Linked DNA regions of Drosophila melanogaster: region 1 is linked to region 2. The links are chromatin contacts, called in public HiChIP or PLAC-seq maps. All regions are on one chromosome and are shown on one strand. The core of a region is the stretch at or near the end of the contact, and the rest is flanking DNA. Distances in the headings are between cores, read along the strand shown.

What was found. HiChIP or PLAC-seq counts read pairs in DNA pulled down with a chosen protein or histone mark.
Region 1: an H3K27ac HiChIP or PLAC-seq map of the Kc167 cell line shows a contact between it and region 2, with 2.6 times the contacts expected there. The contact joins two enhancer-like sites. A contact is called at or near these places in 1 of 107 Hi-C or Micro-C datasets (the S2 cell line) and 1 of 6 datasets of contacts at active chromatin or transcription factors (the Kc167 cell line).

The regions. Positions count from the first base shown.
Region 1 is chr3L:23,399,882-23,404,942 of dm6, forward strand. No RefSeq gene overlaps it. Among named protein-coding and RNA genes, the nearest start is that of ND-MLRQ, 63 kb to the left of the region's middle. Within about 2 kb of position 1,905, at least 4 of the 39 cell types and tissues checked have an H3K27ac peak or open chromatin away from gene starts, as enhancers often do. A contact at or near this core is called in the Kc167 cell line, where this site is marked.
Region 2 is chr3L:23,314,004-23,319,517 of dm6, forward strand. alpha-Cat (alpha Catenin) reads right to left here. Exons shown (of 12, transcript NM_079495.3): 10 at 5,231-5,471; 11 at 5,058-5,174; 12 at 4,643-4,999. The coding sequence ends at 4,835. Among named protein-coding and RNA genes, the nearest start is that of alpha-Cat, 21 kb to the right of the region's middle. Within about 2 kb of position 3,573, at least 4 of the 39 cell types and tissues checked have an H3K27ac peak or open chromatin away from gene starts, as enhancers often do. A contact at or near this core is called in the Kc167 cell line, where this site is marked.

The DNA.
Region 1 (5,061 bases), core at 655-3,154, 84 kb after region 2:
ACTTAGAGCCTTCGTGTTCGACGGTGCTGGTTGCGCAAAACTCGATTGCCGTGACCCAGAGATCAGAAGAGATTTTAGATAGATCTCGCTCCTCAGCAAGGGGGAGTGCTTGCTCGGAAAGCAAGCACTGGAATTGCTACCGGGGTAGTCGCTATGCACATAACTATAGCTTCTAGGCCGGGACGCTTGTCTGGCGTATCCAGACACATGCATCATATGCTCACTTGTGGGTTTAAAGGGTGTCGTGGTTGTTATCCCTTCAATGTGGAACACGCCGAAAGGCAGACTGTACTTGTCACTGTCGGTAAGCGAAGTGCACTTTCGGGAATGTATAGCGAAGTTGTTGTAGTAGCTTTAAGTTTCTGTGATTGGTTACTCATGGTAAAGAGGGAGAGAAAGAGCGCGTGCATCTGGCGGGGTTCAGGTTCGATGACCGCTCGCTTACTGCATTTGTTATAATTGATATAAATGAGAAGTAATCGTTATTCTGTTGAAGAGATTTCCGACGTTTGTCTCGCTGGCACTTTCTCTCGCTGGCTCATAGTTATTTTAGGTGTTTTTTGTTTATTATTTGAGAATAATTAGGAAACACAAACTATATTAGTTATCGTCTTATTTGGAGACTCGTATATATTGCTCTGTTTATTAAACTTTGACTTGCTTTTTGTGGAGCTCGAATAAACAAACGTCTGTAAGTTATATTTATTGTTTTTTTTATTCCATATTCCCTTAACCATTAATGTTAACAATTATACCCGTTACTTGTAAATTTCTATCGATTTGGAACAACACTTTTTTGCGACGCCCACAACCGCCCAAAAACGCCTAAACCGGTCGCGCACACTATTATTATTATTATATTATTTTATATATATATATATATACTTTATATGGTCAGAAACGCTTCCTTTTGCCTGTTACATACTTTTCAACGAAAAAATGCGAGTAACGGGTAAAAATACCTTTAACGCAAAAATTCTTTTTTGCTTCTTAACTATTGATAGTTAGTGGATGAATCTTTATAATTTTTTTTTATATATTTTTAAGTGGTTTGTAAACTTACATAATTAATGATATCCAAGCCTTCTGTTGGAACGATAGTTTAATTGCAGTAGAAATATTGCAAGGTAAGTTCCTTCCATTGAAAATTGCAGTTTGTCCAGTTGAAGCTACATTTTCTACTGACATGAGCATAAGCCTCGACATGTCGATAATCTGAAAATATTTATTCATTAAATGTTGAAGCTTGTACCAGGTAAAAAATGAAGCCTATAAATAATTTATATTCTGTTACGTACGCCCTCTGTTGAGATACTAAGACGTAGAAGATTCCCACATGAAACAGCCAGAATCTAAAGCAGAGGAGGGGTACAATTGACAACTGACAATTGTTGAGTCAGACTGAATGCAACAAAAAATTTGCAGTTAGACAATAATCGAGTGTCAGATGACCAATCCAGCAAAATTCTATTCCAGTAGCAGAGTTCATCAGTAGGGTATTGACTCCGAAAATAAGGGAAATAGTCAAAAACTAGTCCTTGACTCATGGAACCGATAACCGAAGTAAACCAGAGAAAGCTCTATGCCGATGGCGACGTTCTCGACATCGTAATGGTGTCATTTCCTGGAGGAGAAAATCTAAATGTAAAAAGATCTGAAAATTTCTGTACAAAATTAAAGGTCGCGATTTCGTGATCCAGAGAGTCCAGAGAGAACATCTTCGCTTCGGATTTAAAGAGTCCTGGACTGAAATGTTACGGGGCAGGCAAAACGACACCTCGTGAAGGAATATCTACTTTTCTACAAATATGAAGTCAAGAGGGCGCCTTGTGAAGGAAGACCTGATTTTCAAAGCAATCGACAAGAACTTCCAAGATGGGCGGCAAAAAGTACACGGCCTCCGACAAAACAGCCAATGTGATCAACACCGTGGAAAAAACCTTTAATTTCATCGCGGTGTTTCTGTTTCTGGTTATTGAGATAAGTTAATATTGATTAGGTCAGTGCAGCGGTCGTTACCATTACCATAAATTGGAAAGGATTGTATCCAGCATGCCGCAACTTCAATAAATTACATTGTGATAGGCGAATTCCACTTAGCATATATAAACAGTGCAGTGACAATGATATTCAGCAAATTAAATTTACATAATATAGGCCGAGCATAAAACAGCCGGCAAAAGATGCAATTGAAAATATTCTTTGCAAATAATTCCAACCTTCGCCGTCAGTCATCCCCTGAATACCAGAATGGATCTGCCACGAGGGTTGGCGTAGACCGGGCAATTAAACCATTGTTCCGAATGATCGAACAAAAAGGGTTGGACTTCAAATTTGAGCAGAAGACGCAAGCAAAGCCGGAAATGATAGATAATCCGCCAGCACGCCACGCCTTGCCTTTCCTCACATTGGGGGATTCTGGAAGTGACGGATGCGGCTGTTTTATGTAAATTAAATTGTGCTTATATATGCTACAATATATATGCTTATGCTTAAGTGGAATCCGCATGTCACAATGTAAAAGCACGTATTAGTAGCAATCACCCGCGATCACTCTCGAACGCCCTCGACATGGCGAGCAGCATTGATCCCCGATCATCTCCTAGGCACACCAATGATAGGAACACGACAGACCTGAGATCCCCACTAAATTCTGTATCACCTACCGCAAACTAACGCCGAAAGCCCCAGCGAGCAGCTGCTCGCACACCCCATTGTACTTGTACCCCTTTAGGAAAAGCAAACGCGGAAGATCGTAAAATAGTGATCATTCGATTAGAGTGGGACAAAATAATATATTGGACTTTGGTACCCGGTAAGAGAATGTCTGTTCTGAATGAAATAACGTAAAATAAGTTGTTTGAAGACACTTGGCGAATAGATCGACTATTGCCTGATCGGATGTTTCCGTAGTATTTTCAAAAAATAGCGAGGAAGGGTAAGAAAACGCTTAGTGTTAACAAAATTATAAGACTGTTTCGGATTCTAATTGAATCGGAACTTACAACGGTTTAATTAGCTCTTGTAGCACTGATCATTGGGTACGGTAAAATTTAGACAAGCACTTAAATATTTAGAAAGGATAGATTGAGAACCGGTATTTTAAATTAATTTTTAAAAAGTCAACTCTTTATTCAACAAAGGAGGTTTGTTAGATAGTGACGGAGCATCGGAAACAAATGATTTGAATGCAGTATAAAAACTATTTATGGTGTAAAAGGTACATTTTTAATAGAATAGAAGAGCTGTTCGAGGTTCTTTATTTGAATAATCAAAGTGTGCTGAAGTCGGGTTCAGCTAACCTTGCTTATATCTAGGTATTTTTTGTTTTTTTTTTTTTTGTTGCACGGGTCCCACGGCCACACTTCTCGCCCAACCGACCGAGGGGCGCTGCCGTGTATCGTACGGCTCGATTCGCGAGAAAATATAGACGCGATATAAAAAAGAGAACAGGAACGAGGAAATTAATACAATGTAAAATAACTATATTAAATATTAGTAGTAGGATTTAATTATGTAATAAAAAAAGTTAAAATCGATTGCTTTAAGAGCGGCAGAGAGTCAAGATTACAGATAATAGGATAAAGTATATTATAGTCAGAACATGAAACTCTGTAAGGGTCATGCAACTCATAGTTAGATCTATTTAAAATAAAATAAGATTTAAAATAACGGATATATAGTTTCTAGTGAATCTACTTGAAACCGAGAAGTTAAGCCGACTAATCAATTCGGGACTCTCAACATCCCCACGAATAAGCTTAAAAATAAAGACTGTTCCAAGCATAGTTCTACGATTAGCTAGGGAAGGTAAATTAATTAAAAGTAGTCTACTGAAATACGGAGGTCATATACGGTTTGCATCCCAATTTAGGCGCCGCAAGGCAAAAAGTAAGAAGTTTTTTTGGACCCATTCAATGTCCGGTCCGAGTGAACTACGTATTGTGGACTCCAAACAGGTGATCCATACTCAAGAATCAGACGGACTAACGAAATAAATAAGGTTAGAGTCATGTAAGGATCATCAAATTCCTCAGACCACCTTTTTGTAAAACCAAGCACACCCCTGGCCTTATTGACAATAGTCGAAATATGGTCAGAAAATTTTAGTTTACGGTCCAGAGGAACACCAAGATCATCAACCCGCGTTATTGTGTCCAAAGGGCACCCACTTAGAGTGTAAGTCGTGCGTATTTTGTTGACACGACAAAAGGTCATAACTTTACATTTGGAGCCATTTAAGTCTAATACGTTATCACGGCACCATATTTGAAATCGGTCTAGATCTGATTGTAAGTCCAAATGGCACGAAGTGTCCTTGTACTGGAGGCATAATTTAACATCGTCTGCGTAAATATGTACACGCGAATGTTTTATTATTAAGGGGAGGTCGTTAATGAATAAGGTAAGATGGCTCCCTTGTGGAACACCGGATGTGACTCAGAGAATACAAGATAAAGAATTTTTAAAGAGGACTTGTTGTGTCCTGCCATTCAGATAGCTTGAAATTTAGAAGATTAACAGGGAAACCTAAAAGATGAAGTTGTCTTATTAGAAGCTAATGATTGACAGAGTCAAATGCTTTATTAAAATCAGTGTAGATGACATCTGTTTGAAGATTATTTTTGAAACCCTGTATTACAAAAGAAGTTAGAAGTTATTCTAACATACATTTATACATATACGTATGTATATATGTATGCAGAAGGCATTGACCACTTGAGCTGCAAAGTGCATGCTCAGCATTCCCACTCTCCGCGATCGGCATATGTATTAGCGTTAGATCGTATTACTGGGGCGCTGGAGTGCTTACGTAGTTCTTTATGGTCTTTTTGGGTATTTGTATATTTATATTTATTATTACAAAGTGTCACAATGTATTGACGCTAAGTTATACCCAATCATTTATTGTATTGGTAGGGTAGATTAGTCCTCCTTTTATTTCTTTTAAAAGATTTCTTTCTTTTTAAAGAAGACGTGAATTTGTCTCCGACGTTCGTTTAAGTTTTTGATTAATAAAAATATTTATTTTTATTAACCAACAAACGGCGCAGTCGGTAG
Region 2 (5,514 bases), core at 2,323-4,822:
CAACAGATGTCATTCACACTGACTTTAGTAAAGCATTTGACTCTATTAACCATTACCTTCTAGTAAGGCAACTTGATCAATTAGGTTTCCATGTTGATCTTCTAAGTTAGATTTCAAGCTATCTGAATGGCAGGACGCAACAAGTCCTCTTTAAAAATTCTCTATGTTGTATTCTCTGAGTCAAATCCGGTGTCCCACAAGGGAGCCATCTTGGTCCGCTTCTTTTTAGCTTATTCATAACCGACCTCCCTTTAATAATAAAACATTCGCGTGAACAAGGACATTTCGCGCCATTTGGACTTACAATCCGATCGAGACAGCTTTCAAATATGGTGCCGTGATAATTTAATAGACTTAAATGGCTCCAAACGTAAAGTTATGACCTTTTGTCGTGTCAACCCAATACGCACAACGTTGATGATCTTGGTGTTCTTCTGGACCCTTAACTAAACTTTTCTGACCATATTTCGACTATTGTCAATAAGGACAGGGGTGTGCTGGGTTTTATAAAAAGGTGGTCTAAGGAATTTGATGATCCTTACATGACTATAACCTTATTTATTTCGTTAGTACGTCCGATTCTTGAGTATGGATCACTTGTTTGGAGTCCACAATACGTAGTCCACTCGGACTGCATTGAATCGGTCAAAAAAACTTCTTACTTTTTGCCTTGCGGCGCCTAAATTGGGATGCAAACCGTATATTACCTCCTTATTCCAGTAGACTACTTTTAATTAATTTACCGTCCCTAGCTAACCGTAGAACTAAGCTTGGAACAGTCTTTATTTTTAAGCTTATTCGTGGTGCAGTTGAGAGTCCCGACTTGATTAGTCGTCTTAACTTCTCGGTTCCAAGTAGATTCACTGGAAACTATATACCCCTTATCCTAAATCATTGTAGACCTAACTATGAGGTGCATTACAGAGTATTATCTTCTGACCATAATAGACTTTATCCTATTATCTGTAATCTTGACTCTCTGCCGCTCTTAAAGCAATCAATTTTGACTTTTTAGTTAGATCCTACTAACACAAATATTTATTAGAGTTATTTTTATAACATTATATTCATTTTGTCGTTCTCTTTTCTATATCGCGTCCATCTTCTCGCAAATCGAGCCGTACGTCAGCGCCACTCGGTCGGTTGAGTGGGAGGTGTGGCCGCGGGACCCATGCGAAAAAAAATTAAAATAACCTAAACTTAGCATGGCATTAAATATTTTCACAACGCAAGCACTCCTTTGCGTGGTAGAAATTTTGCAGTTCGGTTGTCTATGCCATCGTAACCAGTTTAATTTTTTTGGTTGCAAAGCCCTTAGTTGCATCAGTGCTTCCTTTTACTCTACGAGTAACGGGTATAAAAAATATTTAATTAAAATCAAACGGAGTTTCTGTTTCTTTAAAACAACTTTCGGCTTTTCTATACTCTTGCAGCTGTCTCTGCTGAATTTTACTCACGGAAGTCCCCCATGTCTGTTTTTTCTTACAGCTGGTGGAAGTATAAGATGCTCTGGCGCTCCCGATCGGTGAGACCCTTGATGGCACTTTGAGCTTGAAGCAGTTTCTCCAGTCTCTCCGTGAGAGTTCTGGTCATCGTTCACGAAGCTTTCGAACTTGGAACTCGAGCCTTCTCCACATTGGTTTGCAGCAGGTTCTCGGTCTTTATGATGCAATGCTGTTCGCGGCACACCTTCTGAAATTTGTCCCGCAGCAGCACAGTCTTGTTGAGATTCCGCTGGACCTGCTCCTTCTCCGTCTGCTGTCAGCCAACTGGCATTCTTCTTTCTGTCCACATCGCGTTGCAGCAGTAGTTTCACCGTCTCCTCAAGAATCGCAAATCTACTTGGGGATCGATGAAATGGAATGATTTCATCATCCGGGACGCAGCTTGACTGGTACTTCTTCTATTTAATCATCTGTATAAATTATGTTATATATATTCATCTGGTTTGGTACCTCAAAAGCTTTCTCCCACAGTGGAGAAGAAAACTTATAGCCGTCGGCCGAAAGCGAAAAGTCAATCTTTGAAACGAAATCAAATGAGAGCTGCTACAAGGAACTTTTGAGGCGTCATCTCCAAATAAACTGAAACCTTAAGGAAGAAAAGGCAACGGGGTACGTCATCTTTCCGCTAATGGTATGTTCTTATTATGCTCACTTATATATATACTGTGAGCGCGTCAGAAGCTTTATGGCCCGGTTTTAATGTTCACGTAAATTGACTGTAACGAAATGTTTCAGTGTTAGTGTGTATTTGCCACCGCAATACATGCGTATTACACTAATACGAGTTCCAATCAATCCCATTTGGTTTCCGTTTAAGTTTAAGTTAGTGCAAAAACTAAAGTTATTGTGCGACTCCACTGGCCAGAGAAAAAAGCCGTTTTTTTTCACGTATTAAAAGACACCGGTTCAAATAGAAATTATATCCAGCCCAAGCTCATCCCAAATCCAATACAAAATATAAATCCATTTCAAGCTGCCTCTGTGGCTGGCAATATTAAAACAATTACAACATGGCAAACTTATTCAACGACCCAAATACTATAGTTAAGTTTTTCCTACTCCCTACACTCAAAACGTTTAACCAAAGACACTAAAATAACAAGATTCGTAACGGCCATACATTGGTTTAGCACTATGCAGCCACTTTTTTAGTGACGGCCAAAATTGCCCTCGTCGGCTCGCTTACGCTGAGAGCGTAAGAAATCTAAAAAAAAGATTTTGCTTGCTTGTGTGAGTAAAAAAAGAGATGAGAACGCGTATATTGTGTGCGTGTTGTGCTAGAAGCCGATTTTCGGGCCGAAATCAATTCTGATCGAAGAAACGAATTTACATATTTGGGGAGTTTTGGCCAATTTCGTAGCAAGATGATGAAATTGCGAACTGTTTAAAAATATCAAATTGGAATATAAAAAAAACTGAATATGAAAAACAACTGAAACTAATGTGCATTTTAAATAATAAAATTGGATCATTTACATACATCGTATTAAGTCAAATGACTTAATAAATATACTAAATAATTATAGCAAATACAAAGGAAATTGTTATAACTACTGTAATTTAGAACAAAAATTTTCTAAAAGGAAGACATTACATTGAGAAATAAATATTTCATAAAAATAATACGTAGTAGAAAATAAAAATTTATAAATTAAATAAAAATATGAAAACTGTTTATTGCAAAAGTCATATCTTGAGGCACGAAGTGCGGACACACGCACTCAACAATCATTGCCTTCATTGTATGCGTAGAAAAGAGCTGTTCGCTGTAGCGCTCTCCGCTCTCTCGCTCTCGAACAAAAATTAGAGAGAGCCTAGAGCAACCTCGAAAAAATCGTATGTCATTACGAATCTTGTTATTCTAGAGTCTTTGGTTAACCCAACCATGCTTTGTCTTACTGGACCTCAGCTACCTGTGTCGATTCGGATCTTGCTCCTTGTTAACTTTCACGCAGATTCCTTGCTGCTTTCTTTGCTTTGCGTTGTTGACTTGTAATCTCGTTCTCCTTAACTGTCCTTTCTCAGTGCTCTGATTAAGCCCGCGCCCTGACTGCGCGACTCGCGGAAGTACTCTTGTTAACTATACTCGTGCACATATGGATCCTTGCGTGTTCGAACTGTTCACGAACTGCGCTTGCGCCGTCTTTTTGCTTGTCCAGGGTTCACAACGTTACCATTTCACCTCTGTGCGCTTTGCCGACTCGAGTCAAGGTCCAGGGCGGTACCGTTAATTCAGGACTCCATTATTTTCCGTTCGACCTGGCAGCCCTTGACCCATCCCGCTTTCCAGCCTTCTTCGCTGTTGCTAACCAGCTCTAGTGCACATGGATTTATAGGGTGTATTGAGACTTCTTGTATTAGTCATCTAAAGATTTTCAATTCTCTTTCAGTTGCTCTGGATCCAAGGAAGGGTACTAAGTTTAAGCCCACAGCATGTAGTACATCATGGTTAACACGGAACGCAGCGTGCTTGGTCCAGTAGGAGGAACCTTATATAGACCGCTTCAAGGTAATTGTACCGGAATGGGAATTAACTGGAAACTTTTTCGCCGTTTTGTAAACTATAGCACTGCCGCGGATCTACAATTACAACTTTAAACCAAATGGATGTATGCACCGCGAACCTTAACAGATCGAAGTGAGACCATTTACAAAAGAAACACGGAAGAATATTTAATTTTAGATTCCAGACCAGGTATTGTTATTGTTGCTTAAGAAAGCAATTTACGGTTTAACGCAGTCAGCTAGGGCCTGCAATGAGAACCTGAATAATGCTCTGGAGGATTTGAGATTTGTTGCCTGTGATAACGAACCATGTTTATACAAACGATGATGACGACGTAAACGATGTTTATGTTGACGATAAAGTCAACATATCCTCTTAGTCTGCCAAACGCAAGAGGACTTAGTTAATGCAGTGCGAGGAGGCGATCTTGTAGCGATTTCGCTAGGTCATTCCCGCAGTCTGGAGAAAGTCTGCCATAAGAGTTTATTAAGAATCTATATTCTTTATAGCCTATCCTTACAATTTAGTGTATCGGGTTGCCTTGGCTTTTCATTTTTAAATTGGGTTTTCACTTAAGCGATCGGTCTTCCCGTAAATGTTGAGAAATGTCCGCCCTTTAAAGAGGAAATTTGTCAAAAACGATTTATATGTGTATTTTTGATTATATTATATGGGGTCGATTAGAGTTATATAAGAATGTAATTGTCGATAAAACTGAATAGATTACAGCATTAAGATTGCTTTTAATAACCAGAGATAAACGCAATGATTTTGATACTACTCCGTGTATGGTAATTAATTGATACTGATAGAAAATCAATTTTTAAACAGCGTCAGCAGGACTCTGGAATTCAGATAATGCATGTATAGGGTTTTGAACCTTTTTTTGAGATCCCTTGCGAACTTTGGCCCGTACTTCTTCTGGTTTTTCAGGCCTGACCAATGGTTTTTTTTCTGGTGCTTTCATCTTCCATACAACAATTGGAGACTATAAAAAATTTAAATTGTTTAGTATCGTACAATTTTTTGTACTAAAAAACACTTACAGACACTGTTCCTTGCCTGGTATATTTTGTTGATGCCACATATGAGTACTTTACCGTTAATACAACGGCATTCATTAAATTTTTAGCAGCTTGAATTAACGATGTAGCGCTGTCCAGCTATAAAAAACACATTTTTAAATATCAGTTTTCATCATCTTTAATAATATACGTACCCCAGAAACTATAAGTTCGCCGCTTATATTTTGAACGTCTGCTTTTACTTTTGAAGTTATTTGGATTTGATGACAATACAGGGCAATGCGTTGCAAATACGCTAAAAGGTCCTTTTTCGTGCTGCTTTCTGGGCATTGCTCTGCTATTTCCCTGGTTAGTTTATCCAGCTTTGTACCAGCTTCCGAAATTTTTTTAGCTGCGTTAATAACATCCATAGTAGTTTTTAAAGGTCCTCGTCCTCTGAAAAAAAAAAATTGGACAGTTGTTGGGCACCACACATTTG